2 separate regions of the Mus musculus genome follow, and region 2 is linked to region 1. A link is a contact called in public HiChIP or PLAC-seq data. All regions are on one chromosome and are shown on one strand. The core of a region is the stretch at or near the end of the contact, and the rest is flanking DNA. Distances in the headings are between cores, read along the strand shown.

What was found. HiChIP or PLAC-seq counts read pairs in DNA pulled down with a chosen protein or histone mark.
Region 2: an H3K4me3 HiChIP or PLAC-seq map of bone marrow-derived macrophages shows a contact between it and region 1, with 5 times the contacts expected there. The contact joins the promoter of A430018G15Rik here to the promoter of Tnfaip6 in region 1. A contact is called at or near these places in 1 of 115 datasets of contacts at active chromatin or transcription factors (bone marrow-derived macrophages) and 2 of 9 other capture datasets (adipose tissue and liver).

Annotation. Positions count from the first base shown.
Region 1 is chr2:52,035,687-52,039,648 of GRCm38.p6, reverse strand. Tnfaip6 (tumor necrosis factor alpha induced protein 6) reads right to left here and starts at 1,536. Exons shown (of 6, transcript NM_009398.2): 1 at 1,380-1,536. The coding sequence starts at 1,473.
Region 2 is chr2:52,423,097-52,427,146 of GRCm38.p6, reverse strand. It overlaps A430018G15Rik (RIKEN cDNA A430018G15 gene), which reads right to left and starts at 2,135. Exons shown (of 3, transcript NR_165461.1): 1 at 1,992-2,135. Arl5a (ADP-ribosylation factor-like 5A) reads left to right here and starts at 2,273. Exons shown (of 6, transcript NM_182994.2): 1 at 2,273-2,557. The coding sequence starts at 2,512.

The DNA.
Region 1 (3,962 bases), core at 287-2,786:
TCCCAGATTGAAGCATTTGACAGGGTCTCAAGCCTCTGTGCTGTGCTCCTCACAAAGGCTGGGCTCGCTTCACTCCACCTTCAGGGCAGAACTGCTTTTTACTCAGGTTTACAGTTCTGTAGCATACACATTCAAAACATTACAAAAACAATGACTTCAAATCACCCCAACCCAGGAGAATTTGACAGCCTTTCAAGATCTCCCCACATGACTTCAATTCCTACCAGCTTTATGGTGTTTCCCCATTTCTGACGAATGTGTCTGTATTACCTCAGTTGGATTGCATGTACACGTCTACCAAATTTCAGAGCCCATCTTGACCAAATGGTCACACTGCGACTAGTTTCGGCTCAAGTTGGAAAAAGAGGCGGCAGGGCTGTGCATTTCAAATCCAGCTAATGAGATCCTCATGGCTGCAGTTTCTACCACAGAGAATACTGCTGAGAGGGAAAAATAGTCTACAGCCATGTGTTGCCTAGCAAGCAAAAAACCAAGATCTAGGTTGATTTTGCTTTGTCTGTTTTTTGTTTGTTTGTTTGTTTGTTTTGTTTATTCTGCACAAGAATAAGATGATCCCTCCAACAAGCAATCAAAAAAATTCTCTACTAAATACAATAATGAACAAAATGTAGCATCCAACTTAAATGATAAGGATTCAAGTGTTGTTCTGAGTGCTATAATGGGAATTCTGAGTTTTCTGTGTTAATATTCATTTGCTGGTCTTTTGTTCATCTTCAGCGTTTAGCCCAAGTCATTCCTTACACTTAACAAAAACAGCAAAAAGAACTTTCCCCATTTAACCAAAGGTCTAGGAACGTACTCCCATGACAGAAAGAGCCAAACCTGATGAACGTACTAAAAAGGACAAAGCATTTTCATCTTCTTTCCTGCACCAGCCACACTCGAGCCTTGTTAGAACAGTTGAAAGACAGAAAAGTTAAGCTGTACCCTGTAGCTCAGAGTCCACAGAGCTCAGAGATGCTGCAGGTCAGCCTGCATCATCTCACCTAAAACCTTACTGCCAGTGCAGTGGGAAAACAAAACAAAAACGTTATAGTAGTGTTTTAGTTCCATAAAGAAATACCCACCAGTCAGCGACCATATCTGCTTTGAAATCTTGAAATATATTTTTACAATGTTAGCACATCTTAACCTCTTTTTTGTTGTTGTTGAACAATATATTGTATAAAAGGATAGCCTTCAATTTTAAAAGAAAACTTTCTTTGTTTAATGGCATGCCAGTCACTGTCTCTCTAAAGTATTTTCTGTGAAAACACCAGCTTTGAACACACTAGAAAATTTCACTCCTTCCATTCAGTCCTCTATGATGTCAATGGATCGATATTCCCAACATGAAGCTCGCGAGTGAAGTTTCTTACCAAGCCATATGGAGTTATGAAAGATCCCGTTCTTGAATCCCCATCCGTGAGCCTCTTCCCACAGCAAGACGCATAAGCAAAGGAGGACGACCATCTCTTCGGTTGCAGAGCCGGTTACAATGTCGGGGCTGCCCACACGAAATTCTCAGAGCAGCGGCTGGAATGCGGCTGAAACATCTGGTTTCCACATCTTTTAAATAGTTTTTTTCGGCTGTGAGGTCAGCATGTATTCTCCAATGGCACTTTCCGTTGCGGAGTTACACAATTAGTTCAGTGTCTGAAGCAAGCCCTCTGACTCATTTGCATTGGCAACCAGAACGGAGGGCGGGGGATGAGCATCTACGTTTTAAAGTCTCTTTCTCAGAAACAAGTTCGTTTATTTCTGTCAGTCACCAGCACTTTTCAGTTAGAAAGTTTGTGGCGTTTGTTGCAGATTAAGAAGCGGTAAAAAAAAAAAAAAAAAAAAAGCCGAACTCCAGCGGAATTCTCTGAGAAATCCTGAAGGTCCTGTTTGAATTGTTAATTTGGGAGTCTGTGACTTGACCCTAATCTTCGTGGTCTTGAGTGTGATAGTATCGCTTTAGTTTTTGCTATACATTGCCAAATAAGTCTGTGAAGATTTATAACAAAGGTACAAAGGTGTATGTAGCTTGGCAAACCCAGCAAGACAGGACCCCCCCCCCCCGTAAATACACCAGTTTTGAGAAAAGGAACCCAGTTTGAGAGTCTTAGGACATTCTTGGACTATCTAAATATTTCGCTATGTTAACACAAGGCGTATTTTAAGTAGTTAGATACTAGCAGGTTTGAAGGACTCCTGCGGGGTGGGGGGTGGGGGGTGGGATGGCTAGACTCCTTACAGTCATAGCCTGCATGAAAATAGGCGGGAGCTCTTCACTACTGGTCAGAAGAATAGGATTTCGGTCATATTTCTGGTTCTGGGGGTAGACATGGCATCCTGAACTGCCTAGAAAGTCAGTCATTAATGGGTAACTAAGCCTGACTCTAGGAAATTTAAGATTACTATGTAGCAAGATTACTATGTAGCAAGAGGCTTGTCTGATACAGACCAGCCAGGCCCAATGGTACGGGACTGTAATTGCAGCAGGCCTGACCTACAAAACGGTCTCTTTCCAGAGATGCTTATGTGCCCACCCACTCAGCCTGTCCTCATGCCTGTCACTCTGGGCAACTTAATGAGACTGTCTCAGAATAAGAAAAGGAGACCGACTGTGGGAGAGGGAGAGGGGGAGGGGTACGGGGAGGGGGAGGGGGGAGACAGCTCAGCGGTAGAGCATGCCTATAACATGTGTAAGATCCTAGGTCCAATCATCAGTACCAGGCAGACACAAAGATATACCATACCATCCTCTTTCCTGTCAGAATCCACACAAACAGGCTCATCAATCATTTGAACACCACAAAGCCTCTCAGAAAAAACATCTGTTAAAAAAAAAAAAGCCAAAAAGCAAACAAAACAAAACAAAACAAAAGCCCCATGCGGATTGTGGTAGTAGTATCTCTGAACCTTTTGGCTATTGTGTACTATTTCTTTTGTTGTTGTTGTTTTCTTGGCGATAGGATCTCCGTCTATGTAGCCCCGGTTGTCCTAGAACTTGGCTATATAGATAAAGTTGGGCTCGAACTCCCAGAGGTCAACCTGCCTCTGCCTCTATCTCTGCCTCCTGAGTGCTGAGATTAAAGGTGTGTGCCACCGGGGCATCTGTGCCACCACAGCGGGCTCCCTCGCACCCTCAAGGGTGTGCTGTACTTGGTAGTGAGTTCTGCCTATTGTATACATGCTGGTGCTTCTCCTGAGTTCTTTTGCCATCGCTCACAAGTTGCGGAAAGAAGGCACCAGTCAAACATTCTGGTGACAGGTAGATGATGATGAAGTTAATGCAAGTATGGCCCAACTTTCCTAGATCCATTGAACTTGTTCGAAAATGATCAAAGTATGAGATGATCTGGGAAGGTCAGCATGCCTTCCAGCCCCCCAAATTCCCCTTCCCCACAAAAATGCAAGACGCTTAGGTGATGTGTCTGCTCACATCACACTGTTATAGAGGCATTTCCTGATGTTGGTTGATAGGCACTTTATGTAGCTTTCCTTTTTCTTGCTGCTCAGTCTTTGCTACTTAGCGTCTCTATTCCTATTTTAAAACATATTTTTAGATTTTGTGTGTGTGTTGCCTCATGAATGCCCATGCATAATGTGCATGAAGTGCCTAAAGAAGTCAGAAGAGAGCATCAAATTCCCTGGAACTTGGATGGCATATGGTTGTGGGCCATCTTGGTGCTGGGAACTAAACCTGGGTCCTCTGTAAGAGCAGTAAGTGGTCTTAACCACTGAGCCGTCTCTGTAGCTCCAGCTTCTCTACTCTCTCCCCTTCCTTCCTTCCTCCCTCCCTCCCTCCTTCCTTCCTTCCTTCCTTCCTTCCTTCCTTCCTTCCTTCCTTCCATTGTTTGTTTTTGTTTGTGACAGGGTATCTTTGTATCCTTGACTGTCATGAAACTCACTCTGTAGACCAGGCTGGCCTTGAACTCAGTGATCTGCCTGCATCTGCCTCCAGAGTGCTAGGA
Region 2 (4,050 bases), core at 886-3,385, 390 kb before region 1:
GCTCTCTTGGTCAAAGTCCTTAGGCGCTTTTAAGACTGGTCTCAGTTCCGGCTTACTCTTGGGCTTAGCACCTTTTTAACATCCAAGCATCTACTGATGTCCTAGGTGTGTTTTTACTGACTGAAGGGACCATTTTACATTAATGACTCCTGATCCTTTGGGGCAATTATCTGGGGATCCTTTTGCAATAATCCTGGTATGATTTTTTTTTTCTCTAGAAACTATTACTAGTCAACAACCTAGGGTTTCACCCTGTATGAGTCATATGGAGGTAAAGACTGCTTCCCTAATTCTAGCCTCCCTGACTCCGGAAGCACACAGCTGTGTCTTCATGGTAAGAGACTGTCCCCCTCTTATTTGGCTATCCACTCCCTCTGGAGTTGCCTGGGAATTGTTTTTGCTAAGGAGGGCAAATACAGAGCAATGGCAAAGCTCACTGTTTCTCTTTAGTTCCACAGGCTGTTTCCCAGTATCTGGAAACAGTTGTTTCTTGTGTTGTATCCAGTATTCTGCTTGTTAACTGTAGAATGGTAAAGCACATGTTTTACTCTCTCCTGCCTTGAAGCTGAGGTCTTTCATGGCATTTTGCTCATGACTTTAAAAATGGATAAAATATTTAGAAGGTCTCAGAAGGAAGAACAAAATGTTTGATATCCCTCATTAAAGATTCCCAGTTACATCTATAGTTAACAATTTTGTATTTTGTCTACTAAAGTCAGCCAAGATTCTACTAGTCAACTCCATCCCCCCTTCTGTGAGGGACACTTGGAAAATAGCCTAAGAGACCATTTCCTTAATAGAGTTCTAAAACACAGATCTCTAACTTCATGGGTAAATGTAGGTCTGGCATACATTAATAAGTTGCCAAAGACATGTGGGAATTTGTAAAATGACTCAGAGCCGCTAAAGCCCTGCCTAAACTGGATGGGAATGGAATCACTAAAGAGCTCATGTAAGTTGGTTATGCGAACATTGATCTTCTAAACAGCCCACTGGCTATTAAGTATATCCAGATCTAATTCTCCTTTATGTATGCCTCCTCTAAGACTGGCATTTGAACGCAAGCCCCCAAAGAAGATGAAGAACTCTTTCCCATACATTGAGCTATACGGTAGTATATGGTTAGGAGTCAGGCAGAGTATAGTGCTTCATTTCATGTGGCTGTTGAGGATAAGGTCGGGAACAGCTCGAAAGGGCCTTTCACAAGTCTCCCACATTTTTCCGTCTCTGCCTTTTTTTTTTCCCTCCCTTTTACAAACTTAAAGAGGATAGAAAGAGATGATGCTGATTCTACTCTTTTTGTTTGTTTATGTGTGTGGAAGAAGTAGACAACCCCAGTTTCTCTTTGAGTCAAAACTATCACAGTCGTCAGTTAACCTCAGGAATCGACCCTGTTCCTACATCAGGAATATGGAGATCTAGAGTCTACCTGTTTAGCTAAAGGGAACTAAAGTAAACAAAAACAAAACACAGGCAAGAACTCTTCGTTCGGATCAAGTTCGCCAGCGATTACTTATATTTTACTTTTCAGCCACTTATCCTGCGGGGAGTGGGGGTGGGGGTGCGCAGGGGCGCAGAGCTGGACACTCGCATACCAGGAGGCACAACTGTTTAAACTTTAGGCAAGCAGCAGAATGAAGAGCACAGACAGCATTTGGCCATCTATTTAACATGATGGTGACTCCTGAATGAGAGAAAAAGACGATCATATCGTGAAGACCAGTGAGTTTCTTGTCTACAGTCTTTTTGGACTCAGCTCAGACGGCTTTTGTGCCTTAAGATTTTTAAACCGGGGAGATACTTAAGGAAAAGTGTTCTAGCCAAGAGTGGCCTGAGAGCAGAGGGAGATTGGAGAGGGAAGAGCGCTGAGAAGCAAAGGTAGAAGTACGAAAAACCGCAGCGACAAAAAAAAAAAAAAAAAAAAAAAAAATAGGCCAATGATTTCTGCTGCTTGTCAGGGAAAATAGGCTCTAAAGAGACTTAAAGCTTACCATCGTCGGGGTCCAAACCTGGCACTTTTGGAGTTGAGTATGGTTACATATTTGCATTGTGACTTAGAAACAACCTCAAATCCCCGACATTGGCGCGCCTAAAGCGCCGCAGCCTTCCTTCCACTGACCCTCCGCGCCGCAGAGGCCTCCCAGCCCCTCGCCCCGCCTCCAGCCCCCTTGCCCCGCCTCCAGCTCCCTCGCTCCGCCTCCGGGCACGGCGCCTGCGCAGTCCCCTCGCTCCGCCCCGCCCCTGCCCGAGCCACCGCCGGAGAGGAGCTGGGGGAGGACGGTGGCCCGCGAGGTTCGAGCAGACAACGCGGCGGCGATGTCCGCGAGCCAGGCGAGCGCCGCGGCGGTAGCGGCGGGGCCTCGCGCGTGGCTGGGCGGCCTGGGCTGCGGCCTCCCCGCGGGTCCCTGGAAGCGGGCGCGCGGCCGGCGCGGGAGCAGAGGCGGAGGCCCCGGCGCGTCCTTCTGCCCCGCAGCCTGAGCCCGGGAGGCTGGAGGGCTCCGCTGCCCGAGGATGGGAATTCTCTTTACCCGGATCTGGAGGCTGTTCAATCACCAGGGTGAGGCTGGGCCGGGCGGGGAGGTCCCGGCCCTTGTCGGGCAGGAGGGTCGCCTTTGTCTCCGGGGAGCTGGGGAGAGGTTCCTCCCGCCATACACCCATTTCTCCGATTTGATCGCGAGCGCAAAAGGTGCCCTGCCCCACGCCGAGGGCCCAGCGCGCTGCCTGGCCTGCTTCCATCCCCGTCGCCTGCCCGCAATTGTGTTTGGGCCGCACGGGCAACAGCTGGGGTTCTAGAGTGAGGACCGAGGGCCCTGACCCTAGCGGCGCCACCGAGCCCACGGCTTGCAGAATGCGGAAAACTGGAACTAGTGCTGGATCCGTCTGGTTCGCTTTGGGGGGTGGGGGTGGGGGTGGGGGTGGGGGGGATGGGCGGGGAGACCCTCGCTGCGGAATAGTGATGGAGTGTCTCTCCTTTGCGCCGTTTGTCTCAGTGGTAAAGGTCAAGCCTAAGGTCGTTTTCTTTCTTAGGTTATTAGAAGGTTTTGGGTTTTGTTTTGTTTTGTTTTGTTTTTGGCCCTTGTTAAAGTGTTTCGCTGAAAGCTTTTAAAAGCCTGCCTCGGGAGGCAGGCTTCATTAGCATTAGGTAACTAGCAGGTTACTGTGTTAAGTTCGCCTAAATGCAGACATTTGCCACGGAAAGGCATAGGGGATTTATTAAAAAAAAAAATTACAAAATGGGTGTGTGATACTGGAGAGAATATGGTCCTAACAGAACTACATAGTTACTGAAATGAAATATAGTGCTTTTTTTTAAAAAAAGCTCTACTTGCAGTTCATTCCATCTGTCAAGCACGTACAGTTTTTCTCTTGTATAAGCTGGTAGCGTTGTCGCACCCCCACTTTTTCCAGTTAAAACTTAATGAACGGTGGCGCCTACTATTTAGAAGGAGCAGTTGCCGGGCTTGCTCCTCCTCTGGGATAGAGCTGGTTTTATGGGACTTGTAATCCCTAGTGGGTTCTGCTTTTTTTAATAATAATTTTTTTAAAAATGATACCTAAGATAACGGTACTAAATGAAGTGGAAGGCAATAAAGAGGATATTTCCATTAGCTCTGTCTGGTCAGCAGAGAACGTGTGACGGGGTAGTGGTTTCTAGTGGCTTCATAATTCTGTGGGTTTAGATACTCTCACCTAGCACAGGAGGGATTTGTGGGGTCTACAGTTTTTGAATATTTAATCTCTAGGTTTGAAGTACTAAAGGTTACATTGTTGTAGAACTGGTGATATTTGTGTGGGTAATAAGTGTTCTTATTCTAGTTCTGTCCTCTACAGTCTTGAATTTAGTGAGACTAGTGTTTCAGTTCTGCTTTGGTTTAGAAAGACCTTTTGCTTTAAAGTGTCTCTGGTACTGGTCTCACTTTCTTCTTTGAGTCAGTGACCAAACCGTTGCTGTAACTTAAAAAATGAATTAGAACTTTAAAAGAAACTCACCTAGTTGCACATGATAGCAGGAATGCATTGGTAGCAGCACAGATCTTGTGCTCTGCATTT